Regions from separate parts of the Mus musculus genome. Here all the other regions are linked to region 2. The links are chromatin contacts, called in public HiChIP or PLAC-seq maps. All regions are on one chromosome and are shown on one strand. The core of a region is the stretch at or near the end of the contact, and the rest is flanking DNA. Distances in the headings are between cores, read along the strand shown.

Evidence for each region. HiChIP or PLAC-seq counts read pairs in DNA pulled down with a chosen protein or histone mark.
Region 1: an HNF4G HiChIP or PLAC-seq map of pancreatic cancer cells shows a contact between it and region 2. The contact joins two enhancer-like sites. A contact is called at or near these places in 1 of 115 datasets of contacts at active chromatin or transcription factors (pancreatic cancer cells) and 1 of 9 other capture datasets (pancreatic islet).
Region 3: a contact with region 2 is called in an HNF4G HiChIP or PLAC-seq map of pancreatic cancer cells. The contact joins two enhancer-like sites. A contact is called at or near these places in 1 of 15 datasets of contacts at CTCF or cohesin (the NIH/3T3 cell line), 1 of 484 Hi-C or Micro-C datasets (Sertoli cells) and 3 of 115 datasets of contacts at active chromatin or transcription factors (embryonic stem cells and pancreatic cancer cells).

Annotation. Positions count from the first base shown.
Region 1 is chr11:52,260,470-52,264,741 of GRCm38.p6, forward strand. Tcf7 (transcription factor 7, T cell specific) reads right to left here. Exons shown (of 11, transcript NM_001313981.1): 4 at 1,044-1,155; 5 at 62-152. Among named protein-coding and RNA genes, the nearest start is that of Tcf7, 20 kb to the right of the region's middle. Within about 2 kb of position 1,687, at least 60 of the 459 cell types and tissues checked have an H3K27ac peak or open chromatin away from gene starts, as enhancers often do. A contact at or near this core is called in pancreatic cancer cells, where this site is marked.
Region 2 is chr11:51,871,789-51,876,126 of GRCm38.p6, forward strand. No RefSeq gene overlaps it. Among named protein-coding and RNA genes, the nearest start is that of Gm39820, 4.1 kb to the left of the region's middle. Within about 2 kb of position 2,658, at least 205 of the 459 cell types and tissues checked have an H3K27ac peak or open chromatin away from gene starts, as enhancers often do. A contact at or near this core is called in pancreatic cancer cells, where this site is marked.
Region 3 is chr11:52,338,075-52,342,935 of GRCm38.p6, forward strand. No RefSeq gene overlaps it. Among named protein-coding and RNA genes, the nearest start is that of Gm51894, 18 kb to the right of the region's middle. Within about 2 kb of position 3,242, at least 73 of the 459 cell types and tissues checked have an H3K27ac peak or open chromatin away from gene starts, as enhancers often do. A contact at or near this core is called in pancreatic cancer cells, where this site is marked.

The DNA of each region.
Region 1 (4,272 bases), core at 437-2,936, 390 kb after region 2:
GGTAGAGGAGGAGCACGGAAGGGCAGGTACAGTGCCCCTTTTTCTCTGGGCCCACACTTACCAGCTCACAGTATGGGGGAGCTGTCCCATGCTGCCTGAGGTCAGAGAATAAAATCCAGAGAGATCGGGGGTCTGCAGCGGCCTGTGAACTCCTGTAGTGGAAAGGGGCAAAGTAAGCACGTTACCCTGACCTGGGTGGGAGGTTGGAATAGTGACTATCTGCACCTTCTATAGAGGCCTCTAATGTCCCCCGCTTCCTTTTACTAGAGGCCCAGATATCAGCTGGTTTGTTTAGAACCACCCTAGGGTAGAAACAATGCCCTTCTGACAAACAAAGAAAGCAAGGACAGAGGTGCTGAGTGACTTGCCTTAGGACACTGCCTGGACAGAGGCAAAGCTTCGGAAGGAAGGACTGAGCGGTCAAGCCTCACTGGCTCCTGATGCACTGCTGTTCGGCCTCGGGAGCCTCTGCTTAGGACTCTTGCCTGGCTCTTTGGGTAGAAGGCAGCCCCTAGCCTAGAAGAACCTGACCTGAGGAGGCAGGGTTCCACCCAGCCCCAGGGTTGAGTCAGCAGGTTTCCCACAGCTGATAATGGTGGATTTCAGAATGACTTTGGCTGAGGCTGAGGTGAATCAGCCATCACCACCACCACTTTCCATTTTCTCACTAGGGGGAAAGGCCATGAGGTTTACAGCTGCAGCAGTGCAGAGCCAGCAGCCTCACGTTCTGATTGGTTCTTCCTCCTCTGCCCTCAGGCTTGTGCCTTTCTGACTTTTTAAAAAAACCCTCCAGGGCAGGATCTTGTTTTGTAGCCCAGGCTTGTCTGGAACTCTTGTGTAGCCCAGGCTGGCTTCAAACTTCCAATCCTCTTGGCTCTGCCTTCTCCACCTGGTACCTTTCTGACCTTTTCCTTGGGCACTGGGTTTGCAAAGTCCCAGCTTTGTCTGTTATAAAATGCAGGCCAGCCTATGTGGCTTCAGAAGCCAGGAGCTTGGACCCTAAGTTCCCACCTCAATGGCATTCTCCCATCCTTGGCCCATACCTTGCTTCTGGCTGATGTCCGCTGGTGCAGGGGTGGGGTGTGGACTGCTGAAATGTTCGTAGAGTGGAGAAAGCTGGGGGACGCCATGTGGAGGCTGGCCGGGCTTGTTATGCTGGAAAATGACCAGAAGTCTGGTGAACATGGAGTGTTCTGGGGCAGGGGGATGCAAAGGTAGGGGCATGCAGAACTTCAGGAAGCTCTGTGGTCATCCTAGCAGCCAAACATCACAAGCTTATGGGAAGAGGGCACTCTATACTCCTCGTGTCCTGTGGCACTGTTTTCCTGCCTCCCAATCTTGCAGATTGACTATGCAGTCCCACTGGGTGTCTCTCCTGTCTGGAAGCCCTCCCTCACCTCCTTTCTAGGAAGCCCAATGGCTGTCTGCAGCCTTTTCCTTCCACAGCTCCCAGACTGTCCCACCTGAGCTCCCACAGCATGTGTGGCTCGGAGCAGGAACCTTCTTTGACCCCTGACTTGGGTGAGGTCAGGAGGTACCTGGCTCCCTCCAGGGACAGTCTGTCCAGATATCATTCTTCTGGTTTCCTTAGCACTGCAAGACTCTTACTTTTCACAGTCAAATGGTTCTATGTCAAGAGATGACTCAGCAGGCCGAGAGAGCTCCCAGCTCAGCCACAAGGAGTCGCTGCCAGGCCTGGTGTGCATGCCCTTGCAGGCCAGAGGTCTGTGGATATCTACAACAGGGGCTCAGCTTCCACCCAGACAAACTTGTCTGTTGAAACGCTGTTGGCTGAGAGCACACAGGACTGAGTGACTGCTCACCACGGCAAAAAGGGAAGAAATGAGACATCTTGGAACAAGACAGTAAAGAGGACGCCTAGGAGAAATAAAGCAGACGAGTTGGCTGCAGGCATTTCGCGGAACAACCCTCAGATTGCGGGTGTCTTCTGGAAGGCAATGGCCTAGCACAGATCCAGGCTACTGCGGCTCCGGGGTAAAGCCAGAGGGAGAGCTGGGTGGGCATGAGGCCTCTAGCTGGGCACAGCTCTAGTAGACCACAGACATCCCGGCCTACCATCGTTCCCTGCATTCCTACCTCCAGCAGGCAGCTGCACCTTCCCCTCAAGTCTTGGGCTATCTCAGGCCACCACGTCTTAAATAACAAGAGTTGACGTCTGAAGCTGGACATGTTGGTGCTCCCCTTAAATCCCAGGCTCAGGAGGCAGAGGCAAGTGCATCTCTGAATTCAAGGCCAGCTTGGTCTGCATAGTTCCAAGCCAGCAGCATCCAGAGCTACATAGTATGTCTGTCCACTATGGGAGGAGAGACTAACTGTGAGATGCATGGACACATGTCAGGCACATGCCACTAGTGCACAAACAGGCTGTTGTCTCTCTGTCTGTGATCTGTCTCCCACCTACCACCTCATGACTCTTCCCTCCACAGAACCCTTAGTAGGTCCAGCCTCGTTCAGTGACTCCAGATCTCAGCTCTCAGTCTCCCCTCGGCCTAGCCTGTCTCTTGCCCCAAAAAGACCTGTTAGCATCCTCAATGACTTCCAAAATGCCAAGGTCAGTCACCATGTCCCCAACCCTGTGCTCTCGTAAGAAACGGATTCCTCCTCTCTTCCTTGAAACCAGGTTCCGTCACATGACTTTCAGAATACCCAATTGCTTCACTTCCCTCCAGCCTTAGAGGCCACTCTTCCTTTAGTCCTGGAGTCGATTCTCCCATCCACATGGGTACAGCTGTAACATCTTCAGGCTGGAGGCTGGTTATACGCACATGTCAGCCTGTAACTAGAGCTGCAGGAAATGTGACAGCCTCCACAACACACACACACACACACACACACACACACAATTACAAATACAATCTGAACAAGAAAGAGAACAGTATCTATCTCCTGACCCCACACTCTCTTTTCTTTTTTTCTGAGACTGCTGCTTTCTATGTAACCCTGGCTGTCCTGAAAGTCACTCTGTAGATCAAAATCAGGTGAGCCTCCAACAGAGATCTGCCTGTTTCTGCCCCTTGAGTGCCAGAATTAAAGGTGTGTATTACATATTACAATGCTTACCTGACACCACATTTTGCCAGGAACTCTACTCTCCAAATACCTACTCAACTCCAGGCCTAAAATGTCTCCAAGCTGGACACTCACATAAGTGTTCTACTACTGAGCTGTATCCTTCCTCAAATCACAGCCTTCGACTCTGCGGTGTGCTGTGGACTTCCTCAGTTACCGGCAGCTCCATTCTTCCATTAATTGAACGACAGTTCAGAGCAGACAACATTCAAGTGGTTCCTGACATTGACGCCATGTCCAGTTTCTCAGCGGATTCTAATGGTCCGCCTTCAAAGTCTAAACTCTAACCACTTCCTATCTCCTTCTCAACCAGGCTGAGCCACCACTCTCACCTGGAGCACTGAGCCATTTTAGAGCAGAGAGCTGCATTCTAGCCAGGTTCCAGCAGACACAGAGATCACACCACTGCTTAAAGCCACCCTGGCTGTCTCCTTACCTGGTGAGAGCTGTGTGACCACCCCCAGCTCCCTAGCGACAGCATCACCTACAGTGTCCAGGAGTCCCACTGGTTAAGTTTTGAGGTATACGATGGTGTGAAGGGAGCCTGGAAGCTCCAGGCGTGCTGACCATTTCCTGGTCCTGGCACGCCAAGATCCTGGGCAGCCTCTCTCAACTCCTGGGATCGAGTGACAACCTGCCCACCTATCAGTCTTTTGTTTGTTTGTTTTTCAAGACAGGGTCTCTCTGTATAGTCCTGGCTGTCCTGAAACTCACTCTGTAAGACCAGGCTGGCCTTGAACTCAGAAATCCGCCTGCCTCTGCCTAGTGCTGGGACTAAAGGCGTGAACCACCACCGCCTGGCTCCCACCTATCAGTCTTAAACCAAGCTTTGTCCTAATTTTGAGGAGCACCTGCTAAGGCCCTTTATGACAGGAAGCTTCCTGACAATCTTTAAGGTCTTTTTCATCCTCACAGATTCCAAGACAGTGGCAGGTAGCAAGCAGCCTGGTGGCAACTCGGACCTCACCGCACTGCACCCCTCATACTGCCTAAAGCCCCCAAGCCCAGCTTTGCCTCCTGAGCCCCAGGGTACAGTGCAGCTCCGGCTGGCCTGAAGACGCCTCAGAAAACCAGCTCAGCTTACAACTCCTGCCTACAGTGTTTGTTTGTGTGTGACTCCTGCCTTCTTTCTCTCTCTCTCTCTCTCTCTCTCTCTCTCTCTCTCTCTCTCTCTCTGTGTGT
Region 2 (4,338 bases), core at 1,408-3,907:
TGGGAACAAGAGAATTGTTCTTGAGCTCATGCCCATCTAGGCTAGTTGTAGGAATATTGTCTGGAAAGTACTTTGGCATGCAGGCTGGGCAGGAGAGGCATATTGCAGGTTAAACAAAGAGGGTTGCATGGACAGTGCATGCCACCCTAGACGATGTCTGTTCCTAGACACTCCATTTCTTATGTTCCTGATCTCCACTTGCTCTTGGAACTTAAGCAAAAGCTGGTAGATATTTGTGTCCAGTCCCTGATAGACAAGCATTCCTTAAGGGAAGCAGGTACCAGAGGCCTGAGGGATGGCTCAGTAGGAACCCTCTGCCAAGCCCAATGACTTGAGTTAAAATCCAAGGACCTATTTGGTAGGAGAGAACTGGTTCACTCAAGTTGTCCTAGGACCTCCACATAAACGTCTTGGCATGTATGTATGGTGTGCGCCTCCCTGTTTATTTGAAAGAGAAGAAGAAAGGGAAACAGGATACAAGATGAGGTAGGACATAAGTTGCTGCTCACACGTGTCTGCTCTGTTCGGATGATGGGTGGGGAGGGGAGGGGAAGAGAAGGGAAGCCAACAAGGAGATGCTTGTGTGGGGGCTGAGGGAAGGGGGAGAGTACTCGTACATATGCATCTGTGTCTGCCCTTTATCAGCACATGCCCACACAAGCCTAAGGCCATGTCTCTGGAGTCTCCGTCTTTTGAGCTATTTTCCCAGACAACCTAAAAATAATTTCCATCTAACTTGAGGCTTTGTGATTTGATGCACACGGTGCTTGCCTAGCAGATATACGTTTTAAACCCACGTTTTTAATCTAAAATCAACATCCAGTTCCAGAGAGTCTGCATTATTTATGCATAGTAAGTAAGACGCAGCTAGAGCAGCCTGGAGTGAGTCTAGAGAAGAATGGTCCCCGCAGGGTTGGTGGGGCATCTCTCTAATCCCAGAGCTTGGGAGGTTGAGGCAGGGTGGCTCCTCAAATGTGTGAGTTTGAGGTCAGCACGGCTTATGTAGCAAGACCCACATGTCACCAAACAAGTAAGAAGGAAAGAGTCCTTATGAAGGTGACGAAGTTAAATGCACGCATGGGCTGACAATGACAGTGTGTCAAGGGACCCTGAGGTCCAAGAGGTAAAGGCACTTTTAAAAAGATTTAATTTTTATTTGACATGCACAAGGGTTGTGATTCTGTGTGAACCACAGGAGTCCCTGGTGCTTAAGGAGATCTGGAGATGACATTGGATCCCTTGAACTGGAGTTATGAATGGGTGTGAGCCACCACATGGCTCCCGGGAACGGAAAACAGGGTCTCTGCAAGAGCAGCTAGGGCTCTTAACCACGGAGCTGTCTCTCCAGCCCCTCAACTGACCTTTTAAAGTCTGCTTATTAGATGACTGAAGGGTTGGAAGATATGTGTCAGATGAAGAGAAAGATGGAAGGGTGTGGTTGATGGTGGAGATGTGACAAAGGGGAGGGAGGTTTAAGCTGTGGCCTGTGATGAGCTGGTAGATCATGGTTACATCTGAATAGGTAGGGAGGATGTAAAGGGCATAGGAGAGAAACAACACCCACCCCATTGTCTTCAGTGTACTTCCCAGAATCTGGGATGATGTTCCGTTAGGAGACAAAAGAGATTCTGCAGAGATGAATAAAATACAGACATTGGCGTCGGGCAGTGGTGGCACGGGCCTTTAATCTCAGCACTTGGGAGGCAGAGGCAGGAGGATTTCTGAGTTCGAGGCCAGCCTAGTCTATAGAGTGAGTTCCAGGACAGCCAGGGCTATACAGAGAAACCCTGTCTCAAGAAAAACCAAACAAACCAACCAAACAGACAAACAAAAACCCCCAAATACAAAACAAAACAAAACAAAACAAAACAAAACAAAACAAAACCAGACATTGGGCCTAGAGATGGCTCAGCAGTTAAGACCATTACTCCTCTCGCAGAGGACCCAAGTTCAGTTCCCAGTGTCCATCTTGGATGTTTCATGACTGACTTTAATTCCAGCTCCCAGGGATCTGGCACCCTCTTCTGACTTCTGCAGGGACCCCCCCCCCCCCATGCCCTTGTGCATCCCCTCCCCCATATACACATACATAAGAAAGAAAAATAACTCTTAAAAAGTTAAGGAGCTTAGTTAGGCTGGGCAGTGGTAGTGGCTCAGGCTTTTAACCCTTGTACTCGGGAGGCAGAGGCAGGAGGATCTCTGTGAGTTCACAGGCCAGTTTGGTCTACAGAGTGAGTTCCAAGACAGCCAGGGCTACACAGAGAAACCCTGTCTTGGGGCAAAAAAAAAAAAAAAGAAAAAAAAAAAGAAAAAAAAAAAAAAAGAAGGAGCTTGTGATGGGCCATGGCTCTGGATTATCCAGGTGAGTCCTCCTATGTCTGTCCTGACCAGATCCTTGGGGGCTGGAGTCACAGACAGATGTAACACGGCCTTTGCTGTGTTCTTCTCAGGTCTCCGTTGTGTCAAGCGCATTCCCACCTCAGGAACTTTGAACTTGCTGTTTCCTCTGCCTGCTCTTTTCATCACTCAGATCTCGGTCCAAATGAGAGCCGGCTCTCTGTTTCCAGATTTTTGTCCTGGAGCTCTGAGTACACTCTGTTCTGGTAGGGCTGGGTTGGGGCAACAGGATGCAAGCTCCTAGCCTGAGCTGGCTGGCATCCTCCCCAGCCCAAGTCCCGCCCAAGATTGCGGGATGGAGCAGTGTGCATGAGTCATCCAGCCACAGACACAGTCCCCTTGTTGGAGGGACCTGAGTAGTTAGGTTGTGGCTAACTCCAAGAGCCAAGGGCTCAGTTGAAAGGGGAGGTTAGGAATTCCCCAAGTTCCTCAGAGTCACACAGGTCCAGGAGGGAACCCGGGAGTGGAAGAGCTGAGGATGGCTTGTGTAGATGGTGCCAGAAGCCCTCTGAAGAGACTGTTGTGTCCCTAACCCACGCTTGAGCAGGCTCTGCCCATGTAGATGGTGCTTACAGTGGACTCACAGGGCTCACTACCCACCTACTGTGGGGGTATTTATCCACCTACTGTGTGCTGAGTATCACTCACACATCTTACTGCAGGTCAGAGCCTGCCCTCCAAGGGCCTGCAGTCTCAATGAGACCAATATACCCACCAAGTCTACAGACTTACTGAGCAGGAGGGGCTCAGAGTTGGGGTGCATAGGGGAGGATGTGTGGGGCAGGTGGGGATGGTCAGTAAGAGAACCTGCCAAAGGGCAGGGTAGGGGTTCACTGCGGGAGGCAGAGGCAGCTTGGGTATGTTACCTTCATAAGGCAGATGCCATGAAGAACCAACAAAAGGAAGAGTTAGTCACAGAAATTTATTCTCTGGAATCTGGAAGCCAGAAATCAGTGTTGACAAGACCTCTTCCTTCTAATGCCTTCCTCAGGGGAGGGTGCTTCTGGCTCTTCCAGCTTCTGGTTGCTTCAAGCATTCTCTGGCCTGTGGCCACATCTCTGTGGTTTCTGCCTTCACCACCACACGCTGTCTCCTCTGTGCCTGCTTATGTGTCTCTGTGTCTTCACATGCTGTTTCCTCCTCCTCCTCCTCTTCTCCCTCCTCTTCTTCTGTGTATTACCCAAATCATCCTCCCTCATACTCAATTTTTCCATGCCTTTCTTTCTCCCCTCCTCATCTCTTCCTTCCCCTTTCTCTCACCTCATGCTCTCCTTTCTCTCTCTTCACCTCCTTACCCCTCCCCCTCCCCCTCCCCCAAAACTTCTTCCCCCCCCACCCCCCGCCCAGTGAACTGTATTTCATTTGTAACCCAGGCTAGCCTTGAACTTACTATGTATACTGTATAACCCAGGTTACCTTTAAACTTACAATTCTCCTGCCTCAGACTTCTGAGTGCTGGCATAACAGGTGCACTGTACCGCTACACTCAGCTTTCAATTTTCCTGTTTTTATAAAGATGCCAGTCATACTACATAGGGGCCCATCTACTCTAATGATCTAATTTAACTGTATTAAATTGGCTTCCACGTAGGGTCACCTTGCAGGTACCAGTGATTAGGACTTCAGTACATCCTCTTGTAGGGTGGGACACAATTGAGCAAGAGCAGTGAGCAAAGGCTCAGAAGGGACAGAGCTCAGGGCCAGATGTGTCCCAGGCTGGCCTCATACTGCCCATCCTCCGACCTCAGCCTTCTGGTACTCATTATCATATCTGGCTTGGCAACTAGGAATGGCCTCATAGGCCCATAGGAAGTGGCGCTGTTAGGAGGTGTGGCCTTGCTGGAGTGGGTGTGGCTTTGTTGAAGGACGTTTATCAGGAGGGGGTGGGCCCGTGAGGTCTCAGAAGCCAGACTTAGTTGGCTCACTTGCTCTTCCTGATGC
Region 3 (4,861 bases), core at 1,992-4,491, 470 kb after region 2:
TGCAGGAAATGCCAGCTCTCCGGGGAAACCCAGGTTTATCCGGGTATGGCAGCATGCTGCTATAAGCCTTGCCCTCTGGAGATCAGTCATCCTCAGCTACAAGATGAGTCTGAGGCAAGCCTGGGCTCCATGAGACCTTGTCTTGAAACAACAGATTTGGAAAAAAGGAAGAAAAAGTGGTGCAAAAATGTGTTCCTTGCTGTAGGGGGGATTCACTGGCAAACAGGTCTAGGGCACCTATGGGGTTTCTTCTTCTTTCTATTCTTACCCTGTTTTGACACTTATCTCTAACATAATTGTAAACTCCCCAGAGCCTGTGACAAAGTTATGTTACTCAGCAAACAGAGATTTACAGATATAGGGAAGCTCAGGTCTTAGAGAGAGGCCATTCCCCAAGCAGGCTCAGTGACATTGCTGGAATCACAGCAGAAGCTGAGCCTGGCTGGAGATGTGCTGGCGTGGGGACTGGGATCACGTCAGGAGCCAAGGAATGACAGCAGAGGCCAGCAGTGAAAAAAGGCAAGGCCACAGAAAAGAGAGCCATGGCTGCTGGAGAGAGAGGCACAGCCACTGAAGAGAGCCGCTGAAAAGCCACTGCTCTATTGGTGCCTTGGCTAGGACCTCAGTCCTCTAGGTGGTGAGGGGTGTACTCCTGTCTGTCTGTTACATTGGGATGTGAAGCCAACACCCTAGGACAGACATGCATGTGCACACTCACACACACATACACATGCATGCATGCACACACGCACGCACACACGCACACATGCATGCACGAAAGCATATGCATTTGGTGAGGATAGCACATGGTGCACATGTGGAGGTCAGAAGACAACCTCCAGAAATCTGTTCTCGCCTTCTACCATGAGGATCTGGTTGTCAGGCTCCGTGGCACGTGCCTTTATGTGATGTGCCATTTTGCTGGTTGGAACCTGTAACTTTATTCATTGTGGGCTTCGTGGAAGTTCAGCCCATGATCTGACTGAAGACGTCAAGGCACAGGGCTGTGCAGAGTTCATTCTGTTGGGAGTTGCTGGACCCTTTGGTCCTAGCAGCAGTTCATTCACCAAATGCTTCAGTCTGGGCCCTGCCATCTGTCTAGAGTAGGCTGAGGGTGTCTCCAAGGAAGATGAGCTTACAAGGAGTCAGCCATGTGTGGGGCTGGTCTCTTCTGTGTGCTAACCCTCAAAATGACACCGGGAGGCAGTGTTGACTGGGTGGACAGAAGGGCCAGTGATGGGTGCACAGTGTGGGTACCAGTTACTTCTACAAACACACAGACCAGCAGAGCTCACACATGGCGTGCATACAGTGAAAACACACACGGGTAACGAGGTGCACACACAACCTGCACAGATCACATATACACATATAGCTTCACATACAGGTGCACAGAGAGATGTGTACACAGAGATGTACACAGCCGCGCACACCTCATGTGCCACGGAGCTACGGTCTGTGGAAGACAGATGTGCATTGTAGGAGCTAAGATGGCAGCTAGCTGGGCAAAGCTTTGTGAGTTCAAGGACACCCCGGGGGCTTTCCTGTGGGCCCAGCAGCTGGGGACGCAGGCAAGAAATATGGCTCAGGTCTTTCACTGGTGGGGAGCAGACACCCGGATGTTGGCTGCCGTTGGTGGGGGCCGTTGGCGCACACCTGTGCCATGTAAGCTGAGCAAGGGTGGGAAGGAACAGAGTTCCCGTGCAGATGTCCCGCCAGCAAGAGGGGGTGACCTTGAAGCTTAGGTTCCAAAGTGCAACTCAAGTTGATCCTAGAGCAGACCCCCAGGAGGGAAGGGGAGACTGGGTGGGATCCAGAAGAGCGCCTGCCGTGCAGTGCTTTAGAAAGGCACCGTCTGCTCAGCTTTTTCTTTCTTATTTTATCTTACACGTTATTATTGTGTTAGGAAGCACGCCTACTATGGGGACATGTGCGGAGGTCAGAGGACAGCTCTGTGGAGTTGGTTCTCTCCTTCCACTTTTTATGATCTCGGGGACCAAACTTCAGTCACCAGACCTGGGCAGCAATCGCCTTTAGCCGCTGAGCCATCTTGCAGACCCCTGCTTCAGCATTATCATCTCTGAAATGGGCTAATGAAGATACCTCCCTCTGGGGATGCAGGGAGGATTGGATGAGATTGGGAGCCACTGCTTTGCTCAGTTCCTAAGGACTAAAAAATGGTGGCCTTTAACAAAAGCCTACCCATCCCCATCATGAGTGCGCCATCAGAATGAGAATGAGGAGCTGTTGGCAGCGAAAGTCCTCATTCTATAGTCACCTCCCACCAGGCAATTGAATCCTGCTCTGAGTGAGTTAGTTCCTGGCCCTGGTGTGGTCCAAAGCTGAGCTGCTCCTAGTCTGGCTTGTTGTGTGTCCTTGAGTAGTTGCTCTGCCTTTCTGAACCCCGGCGGCCTCATCCACTCTAGCATAACTGCCTGTGAAGAACAAATAAGATGGTGCATCTAAAACTATCAGGCGAGACCAGGAATCAGCCGGGAGCTACAATGGTTCAGGCTTTGGAATATCACTCTATAGGCTGTCTGCCGGCCACCACCCTTCAGACTGCCACTCACAGGTGCCCGTGAAGGCTGCCGAGAGGCAGTCCCCATCAGCCTGTCTCCTACACCCACACACTCTGTGTGGAGACCACAGGCGCCCAAAGGGTATGCTAGTCTCTGCTCTACCGCGTACCCTCTCCTGAAGGCAGGCATTTCAGAGATTCCAGTTTCACCAGGAAGCTCAGATCCAACAGGTCAGTTGGACAGGACCTGACTGCACACCCTGGAGACAGCCCGTGCTAGATGGGCCAAGCCTGTCCCTTGGGGCAGGACATCTAGCCTGGGCCTGTGAACTAAGGGATGGAGATAAATTTGCACTAGGGGCTTGCATCAACTTAATCCATTCCCACCCATGTAAGGAATTCTGGAGCCACTGAATGAGAAGCCTGGCCCTACCTGGGCCTAGTTATCCTCAAAGAAACGCTACCCAGCGTGAGTGGCGGTGGCCATGGCTCCGGCCCCTCAAAGCGGTGAGCAGACAGCCTTGCTGCTGAGTGTCCCCCTCCCCCGCCCTGCCCTGACTCATCCAGAAAGCACGTGGCCACAAGAGACTCTGTCCTTTGCCTTGGGTTTCTGCTCCCCACTCAAACAACCTTGTTTTCAAGTGAAAACCCACAGAGCGCTCTCCCCGGCTCTGATCCTCCAAACAAACAAAGGATGTTGGTCTGTGTTTTGGTTTGTTTTGAAGCTGCAGAAGAGAGAGGGAAATGGGTCACCTCAGGAACTCCAAGGGTGGTGGCTGAGGGGTGTGTGGTGGCCTTGGGGGGGGGGGTGGTGCCTAGCTCCAGAGCACTGTTTGGCAAGGTCACCCTGGGTGGGCCCTAATCCTCAGGGAATGACCCCCCCAGGATGCTCTGACCTGGGTGGGGGTCCTTATGGGGCTCCAGGATAGGACCACATGGGGAAGGCAGCCGGCTGGGGTCCTAGGCAAGACTCAGAGATCCTTTGCCAGGTGATCAAGCAAAGCTTGTCTTTCTCTGAAATTCAGTTTCCAGGCTACCAGGCTCAGCCCTGACCCCAGCTGCGGGAACCTGGGGCCACTGGGGACACACTGTCAGGCCTGAGGCCGGCTTCCTGCTTCTTTCCGATACTCTGCAGAGGCCCCCACAGTACCTAGGACCCAGGTTTTATGGCTGTGCCCTTTTGGGGTCTGTGGCTGTTCCTCCAAAGTGCTTTAACCTCTTCCCTTCTTGCCCATGTGGCAATCCGGATGGCAGCCAGCCCCTGAGGGATTTGTTTTTTGAGGCGAGGTCTCAAGGAACCAGGATTAGCCTGAATCTCACTGTGTAGCCAAAGATGAACTATACAGTCTGATCGTTCCGTTCCCACCTCCCAAGTGCTGGCAACACTGGCGTGGACCACCACACCCTGGTAAACAGCACTGGGGTTTGAACCCAGAGCTTTGTGCGTGTTAGGCAAACACTCTACCAACAGCTGCATCTCCAGCCATTTGTTAGTTTTACCATAGGTCTTACACGTAGCCCAGGGTGGCCTTGAACTCATGGGGATCCTCCTGCCTCAGCCTCCCCAGTATTAGTGTTAGGCATAAGTCTGCCCAATGGTTCATGCTCAGCTCAAGTCAGTGTTTTGGCGTGTGTGTGTGTGTGTGTGTGTGTGTGTGTGTGTGTGTGTGTGTCCTTAATTCTTATTGTGAAAGAGACATAGCTCGTTTGGGCAAGATACACAGCCTTGTTTTGCACATTATATAGAGAGGCTCCCAGGCCTCCCTGCTGAGTCCTTGGCCAGTTAAAGTAAAGCAGGCAGAAGCCTCCTGAGGACCCATTTCTCACTTTGGAGATGTCATAGTGAACTCTGGGTGCTGCCGTCAGAGAAGACATCTCATTGATGAGCAAAAGATAATATGGAGAGCCCAACCTGGGCCTTTTTGGGGGTTCCCCTGGCACTGGAAGGGCTGTGATGACACCATTTGCTTTCCCCCTGGCTGTCGTAGGTGTGTGGGCAGGTGCTTTGGGAGGAGGGGGCTCTGCAGCACATCCGCCCACCCCACTGATTCCACAGGAGCAGAATTGAAAACACCCCTGAGTGGACATCTTGGTAAAGCCACGAGTGAACAGCGAGTGGGGGCGTACACCTGTAATCCCAACACTTGGGAGGTAGAGGCAGAGGCAGGTGCTTCTCTGTGAGTTGGAGGCCAGCCTGGTCTACAGAGTGAGTCCCAGGACAGCTAGGACTACCCAGAGAAACACTGTTTCAAAAAACAAAAACAAAAACAAAAACAAAAGCAAAAAGTCACAAGTGGAGCCAACCAGGTGTCTATGGTGCACAGCTGTAATCCCAAAACT